Regions from separate parts of the Mus musculus genome. Here regions 2, 3 and 4 are each linked to region 1. A link is a contact called in public Micro-C and promoter capture Hi-C data. All regions are on one chromosome and are shown on one strand. Each heading gives the region's core, a stretch centred on a gene start, on an enhancer-like site or on the middle of the called end of the contact. The rest is flanking DNA. Distances are from core to core; before and after follow the strand shown. Region 1 holds the start of Fmn2 (formin 2). Region 2 holds the start of Rgs7 (regulator of G protein signaling 7). Region 3 holds the start of Ifi214 (interferon activated gene 214). Region 4 holds the start of Ifi207 (interferon activated gene 207).

What was found. Promoter capture Hi-C pulls out the DNA fragments that hold promoters and counts their contacts. A called contact is a pair of places that touch in the nucleus more often than the background predicts.
Region 2: a Micro-C map of embryonic stem cells shows a contact between it and region 1, with 2.5 times the contacts expected there. The contact joins the promoter of Rgs7 here to the promoter of Fmn2 in region 1. A contact is called at or near these places in 3 of 39 promoter capture datasets (cranial neural crest, hippocampal neurons and pre-B cells), 2 of 484 Hi-C or Micro-C datasets (both in embryonic stem cells) and 2 of 115 datasets of contacts at active chromatin or transcription factors (astrocytes and neural tube).
Region 3: a promoter capture Hi-C map of pre-B cells shows a contact between it and region 1, with 6 times the contacts expected there. The contact joins the promoter of Ifi214 here to the promoter of Fmn2 in region 1. A contact is called at or near these places in 6 of 39 promoter capture datasets (the HPC-7 cell line, hematopoietic stem and progenitor cells, hippocampal neurons and 3 more).
Region 4: a promoter capture Hi-C map of hematopoietic stem and progenitor cells shows a contact between it and region 1, with 3 times the contacts expected there. The contact joins the promoter of Ifi207 here to the promoter of Fmn2 in region 1. A contact is called at or near these places in 2 of 39 promoter capture datasets (hematopoietic stem and progenitor cells and pre-B cells).

What each region holds. Positions count from the first base shown.
Region 1 is chr1:174,500,350-174,503,563 of GRCm38.p6, forward strand. Fmn2 (formin 2) reads left to right here and starts at 1,476. Exons shown (of 18, transcript NM_019445.2): 1 at 1,476-3,214. The coding sequence starts at 1,697.
Region 2 is chr1:175,491,015-175,494,228 of GRCm38.p6, forward strand. It overlaps Rgs7 (regulator of G protein signaling 7), which reads right to left and starts at 1,531. Exons shown (of 18, transcript NM_001347195.1): 1 at 1,247-1,531; 2 at 39-162. The coding sequence starts at 116.
Region 3 is chr1:173,534,421-173,537,634 of GRCm38.p6, forward strand. Ifi214 (interferon activated gene 214) reads right to left here and starts at 1,537. Exons shown (of 5, transcript NM_001024721.2): 1 at 1,252-1,537.
Region 4 is chr1:173,740,157-173,743,370 of GRCm38.p6, forward strand. Ifi207 (interferon activated gene 207) reads right to left here and starts at 1,653. Exons shown (of 8, transcript NM_001204910.1): 1 at 1,432-1,653.

The sequences.
Region 1 (3,214 bases), core at 226-2,725:
AAGTGTGCCCTGGGGCAGCCTGCATTCTAGAAGAGAGGAGCCAGTAGTCTTGTGAAAGAGGTGAAATAAAGGCTTTTCAGGCTCTCGGGATCCCTTGGAGACTGAGATATTACGCTGGCACAGTTATTAAAGCTGAGTTCTTCAAACTGTTTACTCAAAAAGGCCACCTAAGGACATCAGTCCACCTGCTCCAGTGAACACTTGTTTTAAAGATCATAGTTTGAGAAAGGATGGTAATTGCTGTCTGGATTTCCAACAAAGAGTAACATTGTTTTACAAATGCTACTTTTATGATTTTTTTTTGCTTTTATTGTTTGCAGCCTTTTAAAATACTAATGAAGCTTTAAGACATTTAACAAAAACTATAGTTTAATGTCATTAAAATAAAGAGGACAATTCACAGTAAGAAAAAGTGATTGTTATCTAGGTCTAAAACTTAGGAAGCCCTGGCCCTGGACAAAGTGTGCTTGGATGGGTTTGCTTGAGAAACTGGTCATCCTTTATAGCACAATGTCTAATTTCCTGTGTTTGTACCAAGGGCATTTTTTTTTCTTTTTCCTTTTATACAGCATCACATTGTGACATGTTTAATATTGATGAGTTTGACCTCCTGGGAGTTATAATTCATGCACCCCTTTTAAATACAAATGTTGTCTAATTTATATGGTAAACACATAGAATTTTGGAGATTAGCATGTTAATCAGCTTTAATCTCAGTATTTTCAGCATCCCCTACCTCTCTTTTCTCTGTCCAGAAAGGTCTCACAAAACCACTTTGGAAATGGCAGTTAACGTCCTGTTCTTGAAGAGGCTTGTGTATCAGGCAGAGAGTCTGGGGAAGGAACCTTTCCCTAAGTAGCATGTTCACAAACCTTAAGAGTGTGCAAAGCCATGGTCAAGTATTTAAGGGACAGGACAGACAGGACAGTCCACCCATTCAACAAGTATTTGAACTGGAGCCATACAGAAGTTCTCTCTCTCTCTCTCTCTCTCTCTCTCTCTCTCTCTCTCTCTCTCTCTCTCTCTCTCTCTCTCTCTCTCTCTGTGTGTGTGTGTGTGTGTGTTCCTGATGTTATGGTACTTCTGACCTGGAATTAGGCTTCGATTTTTCTCCTGTGTTTTTCTCTTTGCAGGTCTGCGAGCTTTGAAGTTTCATCAAACTGTTCCAACATTCCAGTTCTTGAAAAGAGGGCAACATGTTTTATTTTCAAGGTGGAGATGAAGGTCCCAGAGATAACCTGTCAGAAAGATTCTAAATTCGATCTAGTCTGGGATACATAAAGACAGCTCCTGCTGTCCCCACCCCCAATTATGAAGTACTAGAGATAGACGGGTTTTCCTACTTGGTTGCAGGAGGAGCCAAAGGGGGCACTGAAGGGGCGGCGGCGGTGGGCGGGGAGCCAGGCCAAGGCTGAGTCCTGTGCAGCCATTGGTGGGGAGTGCGCGCTGAACTGAGCATGTTCGCGCCCGCCAGCCAGGGCCGCAGCCACAGCCGCAGGGACGGCAGCCGGGAGAGCCACCGCGCATTATGCAAAGCGGCAGCAGATGTGAGCGGGGCCAGCTGGGCGCTCCTCGGCCTCCGCTCCCAACGGCCGGCCCAGCTGCCTGAATTGTCCCGGACACTCCCCTGGCCCTCTCCAGGGCCGAGATGGCCTGAGGACCCCAAGGCGCGGCGGCGCAGCAGTGGGGTTGAAACATGGGGAACCAGGATGGGAAGCTGAAGAGAAGCGCAGGTGATGCCTCCCACGAAGGCGGCGGAGCCGAGGATGCCGCGGGGCCCAGGGATGCGGAAATCACAAAGAAGGCGAGCGGGAGCAAAAAGGCGCTTGGCAAGCACGGCAAGGGGGGAGGGGGCAGCGGGGAGACCAGCAAGAAGAAGAGCAAGTCCGATTCTAGAGCCTCGGTGTTTTCCAACCTGCGGATCAGAAAGAACCTGACCAAGGGGAAAGGTGCCTGCGACTCGCGAGAGGATGTGCTGGACTCACAGGCCCTGCCGATTGGGGAGCTGGACAGCGCTCACTCTATAGTCACCAAGACCCCGGACCTCAGCCTCTCCGCTGAGGAGACAGGCCTATCGGATACCGAGTGTGCTGACCCTTTCGAGGTGATCCATCCCGGTGCTTCTAGGCCTGCTGAGGCTGGGGTAGGGATCCAGGCGACCGCGGAGGATTTGGAAACTGCGGCTGGAGCGCAAGATGGACAAAGGACCAGTTCTGGTTCAGACACGGACATCTACAGCTTCCACTCCGCTACGGAGCAGGAGGATTTGCTCTCAGACATCCAGCAGGCAATTCGTCTGCAACAGCAGCAGCAGCAGAAGCTGCTGCTCCAGGACTCCGAGGAGCCTGCAGCGCCCCCCACTGCCATCTCCCCTCAGCCTGGGGCCTTTCTGGGCCTGGACCAGTTCTTGCTGGGACCTAGAAGCGAGGCTGAAAAGGACACAGTACAGGCACTACCGGTGAGACCTGACTTGCCTGAGACCACCAAGTCTCTGGTGCCTGAGCATCCTCCGTCCTCCGGAAGCCACTTGACCTCCGAGACACCAGGTTATGCGACCGCCCCCTCCGCAGTCACAGACTCTCTCTCATCACCAGCCTTCACCTTTCCGGAGGCTGGGCCAGGGGAGGGAGCCGCCGGAGTTCCCGTGGCTGGAACTGGGGACACAGATGAGGAGTGCGAGGAGGATGCTTTTGAGGATGCCCCCCGCGGCTCTCCAGGGGAGGAATGGGTCCCAGAGGTGGAAGAAGCCTCACAGAGGCTGGAGAAAGAGCCGGAGGAGGGCATGCGAGAATCCATTACCTCCGCAGTCGTTTCTTTGCCTGGAAGCCCTGCGCCCAGCCCACGCTGCTTCAAACCTTACCCACTCATCACCCCCTGCTACATCAAGACCACCACTCGGCAGCTCAGCTCTCCTAATCACTCCCCGTCCCAGTCCCCCAACCAGAGTCCTAGGATCAAAAAGCGGCCGGACCCTTCCGTGAGCCGGAGCTCCAGAACCGCCTTGGCCTCTGCTGCAGCCCCGGCAAAAAAGCACCGGTTGGAGGGTGGCCTCACGGGCGGCCTCAGCCGCTCAGCCGACTGGACCGAGGAGCTGGGCGTCCGTACGCCAGGGGCAGGAGGCTCCGTGCACCTGCTGGGGCGCGGGGCTACTGCGGATGACAGTGGTGGCGGGTCCCCTGTACTGGCCGCCAAGGCACCTGGGGCTCCAGCGACA
Region 2 (3,214 bases), core at 281-2,780, 990 kb after region 1:
GAAGTTTCCCGTTTCCTAGGGAAGTGAAGAATTCTTACCTTTCTGTACACCAGCATGTTGGGTGATTCGTCCGCCACCCCGTTGCTGGTCTGTCCATAATTATTTCCCTGAGCCATTTCACCCAGAACTTGGTAGCTCAGATACAAGGATGATCAATCTGCCCTGCAAAGAATTAGAGAGCCTCTAGTGAGAGCCTGGTAGTCCTGGGGGGAACAGACATCCGCCAACACACACACACACACACACACACACACACACACACACACACACCTTCATGTTCACAGTACCCAAACCACGGGAAGAATTCTTTCATTTCTGGGATGAGGAGAACACCAGACATGGAGTTTTTCTTTTTTAAAGAAATACAAAGGCAGAAGTTTACATCTGTAGTAGCCCCAGGAAATCTCAACAGACAACCTTCCAGTTCGAAATAGTCAGCTAGCTAAGGTTTTTGTGGACTTCATTTTGTGAATACTCTCTTTTTAAAAGTATTAGGTACTTACTTAAAAACCCCATGGTTGGCACTTCCCTAATACCCACTGTTCTCCCTGGATACTTGCTGCTCCACTTGATGCGGTTCTCCCCAAAGGGCAGAAAGCCAACACCCGCTGCAGCCCACTTTCTCCTAGTAGCCAGCTAGTTTCCCATGGCAGGCGCGACAGAGGCCCCTTCCCCACAAGTGTTCTTTTCAGGCACATGTTTGTTCTCCATTTCTTGGGCTCCCCACACAGCCTGGGCATACATAGGCTTTTCCACTTTCACCTGCTTTCACTGCCAGCCCATGGCTCCTCTGTGCTCCCACCTCGGTGCGCTAAGTCTGGACCTGATCCTGACTAATCTTTGGAAGAAAGCTTCCAAATTAGGTCCAAGCAACCCAAGGCTGATGGGAAGTCAAGCCTTGAGCAATCACCTGGCTCACCTCCGAGAGCAAGCTAACTGCACAAGCCTGGAACAATCAGCCAGAAGAGCAGAGAAATCTGGGTCCCAGCTCATCCTGCTCGGCCCTTGCTCTCGGAGGCAGCAAATGGCAGGCAGCCTTGCCCCTCATCCAGGCACTGGCCACACCGGGCAGCAGTTTCAGCACCGTGGACCGCGGCGTGCGCAGCGCCCCAGCCCGGCCGGCCGGGCGCGCCACTCATTGGGGACCGTGACTCCCGTCGTCGCAGGGCGAGGACCGGGTGCGGGACCAGGGGTCCCGGGGACTCCAGGTGGCGCCGCCTCCTCCCCTTCCGCTCCCTCCGGTTACCTCCTCGGCCAAGGTCACGGCCCCGCGGCTCCCCTCCGGGTGTGCTGAGGGCAGGCGCTGTCAGCTGGCTGCGAGCGGAGCTGCGAGGCAGGGCAGCCTCATCACACTCGCGCTGCTCAGGCCACCGCCACCCTCGCCGCGGTGCACAGGCGGCCCCGGCAGCCGCCGCTCGCGCCCGCTCCCCCGGGCCGCCTCGCTCGTTCCCTCCTCCGCTTCTCCTCCCGGGGACTGGGACCAGTCGAGCGCGCGCGGGAGTCGAGACGCCTGGCCCGTGCGCGCGCGACTGGGAGGAGGGAGGAGGCGACAGTCACGTGGGACAGGGACGCCCGAAGGTGCCGGCTCGGACGGGCTCGGCTTCGCCGCCGCCACACCCCTGGGTGTCCCCGGCCTCCCGACCCCGCAACCCCTCGGGAGCACAGGCCCTGTCCCCCGCGCTGGCAAGCCCACGCGCCGCCGCAGGCCTGGAGAGCCAAACTGAGCTAAGCAGGAGGAAGGGCTTGGCGGAGGGTGGGTGGATGGGTAGGTGGGTGAAAGGGTGGGTGAGTGGGTAAATGGATGAATGGATAAGGCCCCCTGCGGCTGGCAGGTCTGCATCGCGCTCCTGGCGACCCTGCTGGCAGAACTAGGGAAGCAAATGATTGATAATCCTTATGCTTAAGTAACAGCCCAGAGAGATGCTGGAATATCCCAGAAGTGAAAGCAATGGCCAGGACCAAATGACTCATTGGCAGGCCCCCTTCCTCACTCCAGCCTGTTTGCCCATGACTTTCACTGCCTCCTATTAAGTTGGAAATACCGGGAAGGAATTTGGAGGCCTCTACCAAAAGCGAACAATCTCACCACCTGTGACATTGAAGGCCCATGGCTGATGTCTGGCTGGTCTAACCTACTGGGCTCAGAGAAACTTGTCTTTAGTCCTTGTCCTCTACTGGGGTTCACAGAATCACAAAGGGTCTGGGGTTGCTGATACCCCGAACCCCAGAAATTCTTCAGGTTTCCGGCACTAATTTTTCAAGGACTGGGAAGACATTAAAGAAAAAAGTTTTTGTCCTCGTGAAATGTACCCAGCTTTCTGGGACATTAGGAAGTTGTGGGAATCTGAACATCTGAGAAGGCTTCCTCTATAGGACTGAGGATAAAGACGATTTAGCCAGTGTGATTTGTGTGTGTAGGCGGACTAAACCTAAGGCCCCTGCCAATGAGCTGCATCCCATTCACAACCCTCTCTACCAGCACCTTCGTTTGTTTGTTTGTTTGTTTGTTTGTTTTTCACTTTTGAGACAGCGTCCAACCAGGCTGGTCTTAAACTCAGTTTAGCCCAAACAGACCTTAAATTCAACATTCTCCTGCCTCAGCCTTCCAAACAGCTGGGATTACAAACCGGTGGCACCAGAATTGGCTATCCAGTGCCATCTGTGGCTGCTTCTCCAAGCAGGGTAAACCTTAATATAACTGCTATCCAAATATCTGTGGGTACCAGTCACGTTTCCAGCCTCACCCAGGCTCTTTCAGGTGTCATTCAAAGTAGCATTTATCTATCCGTACCCATGTTCTAAATACTACAGGATCACGTTCCCAGGCCAGGTTACCCACAGCCATGTCTGACTTCTCTCCCTACTTTCCATCAATTTCCCCAAATCTTTCCACTGTTAGGGAAATTCTCTTTGTTTCCATTCTCTCCTAATAGTTTCTTGGTGGTCTTACTCTAGCTGAAACCGGCTGCTCTCTCTTCAGCCCCCTGCCTCCCTTCCTTCCTTTCCCCTTGCTCTCTCTACTGTCTGGATACTCATGTGCTTTTAGATATAGATAGATATGGAAAAAGTCACTGGGTGTGCTCACCACTTTGCCCTAAATGAAATGGCCTGAAGGAGCCTGTAAGGATAGTTACAGTTGCCAGGAAAGAACTAAGGAGGAAGATTCAATTCAGGAGACAACTCATAACTCTATCAGTATGCAATATTATATTTA
Region 3 (3,214 bases), core at 287-2,786, 970 kb before region 1:
ACCCCAATGGAGGAGTTAGGGAAGGACTGAAGAAGCTAAAGGGGTTTGCCATCCCATGGGAAGAACAACAATATCAACCAAACAGAACCCCCAGAGCTCTCAGGGACTAAACCACCAACCAAAGAGTATACATGAAGGGAACCATGGCTCCAGCTGCAAATGTAGCAGAGGATGGCCTTATTTGGTATCAGTGGGAGGGGTGGTTCTTGGTCCTGTGAAGGCCCAATGCCCCAGTGTTGGGGAATGGCAGGGCAGGCAGGCAGGAGTGGATGGGTGTGTGAGGGAGTACCCTCATAGAGGCAGAGGAAGAGGGGATGAGATAGTAGGTTTGAAGAGGGGAAACTGGGAAGGTGGATAACATTTGAAATGTAATAAAATAAAATAAAAATAAAAATAAATAAAAAAGAAGTACATCTCTTGATTGTTAAAAATAAGTAAAATCTTTTGCAGTGATTTAGAAAGTTTAGCTACAATAATTAATAAACTTAGCGAGCCTGGTCTAATGTTCACAGAACTTTGAAATCAATTAAGAGCTTCTATCCAAGTCCTCTGCTGTGGTACACGTATTCTTCAAACTGTTCTATAAATGGGCAAGATACATGTGTTCTAATTAACTTTCCATCACTCTATTACACTTCACCATTAGAGAACCAAAAGGAAAACAAAATGGCCAAAAACAACTTTCGTGATGGTAGAAATTACCAATAATGGAAATACCACCTTTAGAAAGGTGTGAAGAAGAGAACAAACAGAATGTGTTTGGGAAATGGTTAAACCATTGTGTGTTTATATATTATGATCCTGAGAAACTTCCTAGTGATAGGATACTAGAAAATTCATTTCATGTCCAGAGGCAGTTTTTATTCACAATAATTTTTCATGTCACTATCTTGGCTTTTTCCCACTCACCCACAGATCCCAGATAACCATGAACTCCCTATCCGAGCTAATTATAGCCTTCACATTATCCACTTATTCAGATTTATACTTAGAAAGTTCATTAAACAATCTAAAATATGCAAAATGTTTTATTCTTAGCTCATTCCTCTGTGGTGGAGGACTAAAGATGTCTGCCATCTTTTTGAGTGACTGACCCTAATCCGGCTGCTGTGGGCTCACTGCTGAGTGCAGCAGGCACCAGATCAGCACTGCCTCCTCCACAAGAACCAGCAAAGGTCTTTTCACTGTCCTTGTTGTTTTTACAGATGTAGCCAATATCTACCATATCTACAGAAAACAGGTAGAACTCACCTTGCTGGATGTTTCTCTAAGGATGTAAAGCTGAGATCTTCTACAGGGCAGGACTAGAGGCTTCTCCACTCCTCTTCCTCCTCTTCTCTTTTGTCCTTCTTCTTCTTAAAGTTTGTTGGGGACTGGGAGGAGTTGGTGTGTGTGTGTGTGTGTGTGTGTGTGTGTGTGTGTGTGTGTGTGTGTGTGAAGAAGATAAACCAATAAATCTCTTGGGAACTGGAAAATGTAATCTACAGAAATTCTCAGGTTAGACTCACTCCATGGACTGAGGCTTGCTGAATGTCTCAGCTGGGTGTTGTTTTGTGGGCAGAAGAGCTAAGAAATAGCAAGTTCTCCTCCCAGCAGAGTGCATCGCTTTCGATTTCCTCAGAGACTGAAACTCGACAGTTTTTTCCTGTATACCTTTTAGTCACCATAAGAAAGTCAGAGACAGTTACACTCCATTGATATGTTTTGCTTTTCTTACAAATCTTACAGGTACAAGAACCAAATATAAAAGCTCTGTATCCAACAAACTCACAAGGGAGTCACCAGGAATGTGCTCTCTTTTAAATAAAGATGAATCCCCAAAAGGCAAAGCTAAGTCACCAGGTCTCTTTCTTTCCTGCTCAGGATGCAGATGGCAGCAGGAGAAATTGGCAATTGCTAGCTGCTCTTGAATGAATTTCAAAAAAGAAAAAATAATCTGAGATGAAATTGCTTTTGGTTTAAACACTTCACTCCTTTGTTAGTTCCCTGGACTTTCCAGAGTACCAATGTTGTTAGAAACATAGGACTCCAACCTCACGTAAGCAGAAAGGATTTTGGCTTTAGCTTTCCTCTTTTCTGTTACTACTACTACTACTACTACTACTACTACTACTACTACTACTACTACTATTGTTAATTTATTTACTTTTAAAGACAGAGTCTCACTGTGTAGTCTTGGCTGGCCAGGAACTCTCTCTGTAGACCAGGCTCAGTTTAGGTTTAAATCTTTTACCCGGCTTTGGAAAGTAGTATTCTTTAACTGGTGATTGCCTTAGTTAAGAACTTTTAAAAACATGCCATCCTTTCATGTTTCCATCATTGGGAATTGCATTACCTTGAAGTATTTCTGAAACAATGTAGATGACTAGAAACTATGGATTTGCTGACTAGGTGCCATTTTCACTAGTTTCTTAGACTACATAAAATACTAATTAATCTCAAAAAGGAGAGAAGGGGAAGGAAAGCCAGAGAAGCTTTTCTTGGGAGAGCTAAGCCACTGGACCTGTGCTGTGTCTCCACCATTGATTCTGATTGCAGTCCTTTATTCATGGTGGATGGAGGTTGGAAAATACCATCTTTATCTTTCTTTTGTTTGGCCAATGTAGTTTTTCCTTTTCCTTTCTTCATCTTTTGAACTGATGTAGTAAAGAAAGGCCAGGGGAAGTTGATCCTACTGTTTCCGCTCAGTTCCTGCTTATGTCTCAGTGGATTTGCCTATCCCTGCTGCAGAAGCCCAACATAGCCACAAGGTAGCCAAAGGTACCAAGCTGGGACAAGCACTGTGGACAGTCTTTGTATGGATCATTCCAAATTACAGCATCAGAGAAAGAAATTATGGTTTAATTTGTGATGTGGCAAAGTGGTGATGTTACACTTTGACTTCTTATCTCTATTGCTGTTATTTGGTAGTCGATGCAGGGTCTGACTATGGAGCCCAGGCCAGTCTCAAAATTCAGCTCTCCACTATGCCTAATTTTATCATGTTTTCTTTATTACCAATTGACTTTATAAAAGGGACTTGCTCATATCTCTGAGATACAGTTTTACTTATAATTAGATATTGTCGCACATTTACCATCAGGATGAATATTAATAATGGAATCAAATAATAATTAAACATGAGTATTAACTTATTTAATGTTTTAATGAACTTTTCTCTAAATTAATTTTTACTTTTCACCATTTTATATAAAATTACTTTTTTCCTTATTAT
Region 4 (3,214 bases), core at 403-2,902, 760 kb before region 1:
TGCTGAAAGACTAATATTTTTCTTTTTTTTGGTTTTGGTTTTTGTAGACAGGGTTTCTCAGTGTAGCCCTGGCTGTCTAGGAACTCACTTTGTAGACCAGGCTGTCCTGGAACTCAGAAATCTGCCTGCCTCTGCCTTCCAATTGCTGGGATTAAAGGCATGTGCCACCACTGCCGGGCTCTGAAAGAGTAATTTAAAAACACCAAAATTCTGCACTAGTATAGTTAAGGACCATCCAAGAAATTATCATAAAACCAAGAAATTATCATAAAACCTGGAGGCTCACTACTTAATAATGAAAAATTTCAACCCAAGAAAATGAAACAATTTTAATTATATAATTACCAAATAATAACAGACTTTAGTTTTATAACTACATCATTCTCATGACATTAAATAGTAAAATACAAAGTTAATCATAGACATTTAAGAGGGGCATGGTAGTGGATGTCTATGATTAAAGGCCTCCAGAGGCAGAGGCAGAGGCAGAGGCAGAGGCAGAGGCAGAGGCAGAGGCAGAGGCAGAGGCAGAGGCAGAGGCAGAGGCAGAGGCAGAGGCAGAGGCAGAGGCAGAAGAGGAAGAGAAAGAGGAAGAGGCAGAAAGACTGTAACTATGAGGGTGGCCTCAGCTATGTGCCAAGTTATAGGCAAACCTGGCTTGGATAATGAAATTATTTTTCAAACAGTAATAATAACAAGCAATAATACATATATAAACAGGAATGACATTGACTAATCATGACTATGGTTTTAAATTTATGCATATCTCAACTACTAAAAACTTAGGCAAAACACGATAAAAATATTAGAAAAATTTTAGGAAAAATTAATAACAATGAACAAGATTAACTTTAGCCCATTAGAAATCACCTCCAGCATGGAATGAAGAGGAGAGTATGACAAATATTGACTCTAACATCTGATACAAGAGGGAGCTAAGAGGAAACCTAAACATAAAAATGTCAAGACACTATTTAAATAACTGTATTAACAAACGTGGGACATTTTCTTCTACAGGCTAATGAGAGTTCTCAAGTTTTGTATATTCACAAAACTGGAAAGTATATTCATATTAAAGTGTGGTTTTCATTTAACATTATTTTAGTTATCATTTTTCTTGTTTCTGTCTTGTCTTTTACACAGTCATTCACCACAAACACCTTGCTCCCAAGTCTTCTCTAGTGAAGATAAATGAAGACCATTGATAAGCACTAACTCATGAAAAGTCATAGGAGTAGAGGTGGCACCTTTATTCTGACATGTGCTGTCTTCCTAGTGAAACATTTGAAACCAGCTAGAGCAGGTTCAACGCTGTGATTGCAGCTGGGACCAGCCCTGGTCCCCTCACCCCCCAACACTGATTTTTTTCTCTGTTCCTTTATATTTCATAGATAGATCTGACCACAAATTTAAGAAACAAAGAGAACTCACCTCCTTGGATATTTCTGCTGCGATGTACAGATCCTGAGACCTTCAACAACACAAGAAGTGGCCTGCTTGGCTCGAGTAGGTAGGTAGATCAGGTAGTAAATGAGAAACTGAAGCGTGGGGTGTAAAGGAAGGCACTAGTGATTAGGACACTCTCAGAGTTGTTTTTTGAGCAGCATTGGCTATCTCTCTGTGCTGTCTCCCTTGGGTGAGCAGTGCTGAAACAGCCAGGACTCCTCCCAGTTTTGTTCTTAATTTTCGATTTCCCTGGCTAGGGAAACCTCTTAACTTCCTGAAAACACTGTGGTCACTATGAAAAAAAATCACAGCTTAGTCAGGCTCACATGATTTTCTGACAAATCTCACTAAATAAGAACGTCCTAACCTTTTGACTTTTGTAGCAAATGGATGTACACTGGCCACTAGACACAAAACTCACATGCATGGTGTACCTATACCAAGGTGTTAAAACTAGCTAAGCAGGGTTCTGCTCTACTTAGATAGGAGTCGTGGACAGCTAAGGTGGAGTTTTTATTGTAGTAAAGTACTCAAGACCCAGGAAATAGTCTAATATCCCCAGGGTTTGCAAGTGCCAAACTCTTCAGAAGCCAGAGACTTGTGGCTCTGAGATTTTGGATTGGAGACTTATTATTCTGGGATTTAACCATCAACTGCCAACCTGGCATTTGGAAGTTTTCATAATTAACTTCTGAAAGCAGTGGATCAAAGACAGTTGGAAACAGACAGTGCCTTTGTGATCCTGGCACCTTGAGAGTGGCTGGTGTCACAGCTCATTGACTGAGGTGCCTTAGTCCTTGACCCTCAAGGATTGGCAGCTGTCTGCAATGTTCCTGGTTGTCAGTCAGCAGTATCTCAGTCTTCAGTTCCTCATAGCCCTGGGTAACTTTCTCTCTGACACCCCTGTGTCAGCTCCAGATGTTCTCTGGATTTCTTCAGCTGATTTTTCGTCACAATGACCACTGTCATGACTACCTCTGTTTCCACTCCTCTATTCTCTCTTTTAAAATTTTTATTTAATCTTCTTTTTCTTACACTCCAGGTTTTATCCCCTCCTGATTCAACCGCTGGGTATTCCCAATCCCATAGCCACTCCCTGAGCCCTGTGTCTCCATAGGATTCCCCAGCCCCTACCCCCCATCCCACCAGACTTCCCCATTCCCTGGGGCCTTCAGTCTCTTGAGCATTGTATGCATCTTCTCTGGCTAAACCAACCCAAAAAATATAAAATACCTTGGTGTGCAAATATCTGATATGCAGATAGTTTTAGGCAATCCCCCAAGGAGTTGGAACCTGTAGGTTCAGAACAGATAAGTAGAAGAGGGTATCTCCACAGTTCTCTGTTAAATAGGACTTAAGATTCAGCTCAACCAAGATGAGAAAAGACAAAGCTAGAGTGAATTTGGCTGTTGTGGTAGATGGGAGTAAGTTCTATATGGAAGAACTGAATTGGGAAGGTAGCAGGTGCTCTAAGATTCCAATGATGAGACAAGAATGGATGAGGAAAGGAAGGCAGAGGTAGCTAATGTGTATTTCAGTCAAGTACGGTAGCTGTGCTATTCGTGGTAAAGAGTAAATGTTTGGTAAGCCAGGTCTGTGCAGGAGAACAAGGGCCTCAGAAGCAACAGATGTTCTGGGACACATTCCTACTACCCTGGGCCTTCATTCTCAGATAAGAAGTAGACGTGATCCTAACTCTTCTGTGAACCTTCCCTGCCAGAGGAGAGCTTGCCTCCAAGGGAGTGCTCTGAATCCTGAGACTCAGGTG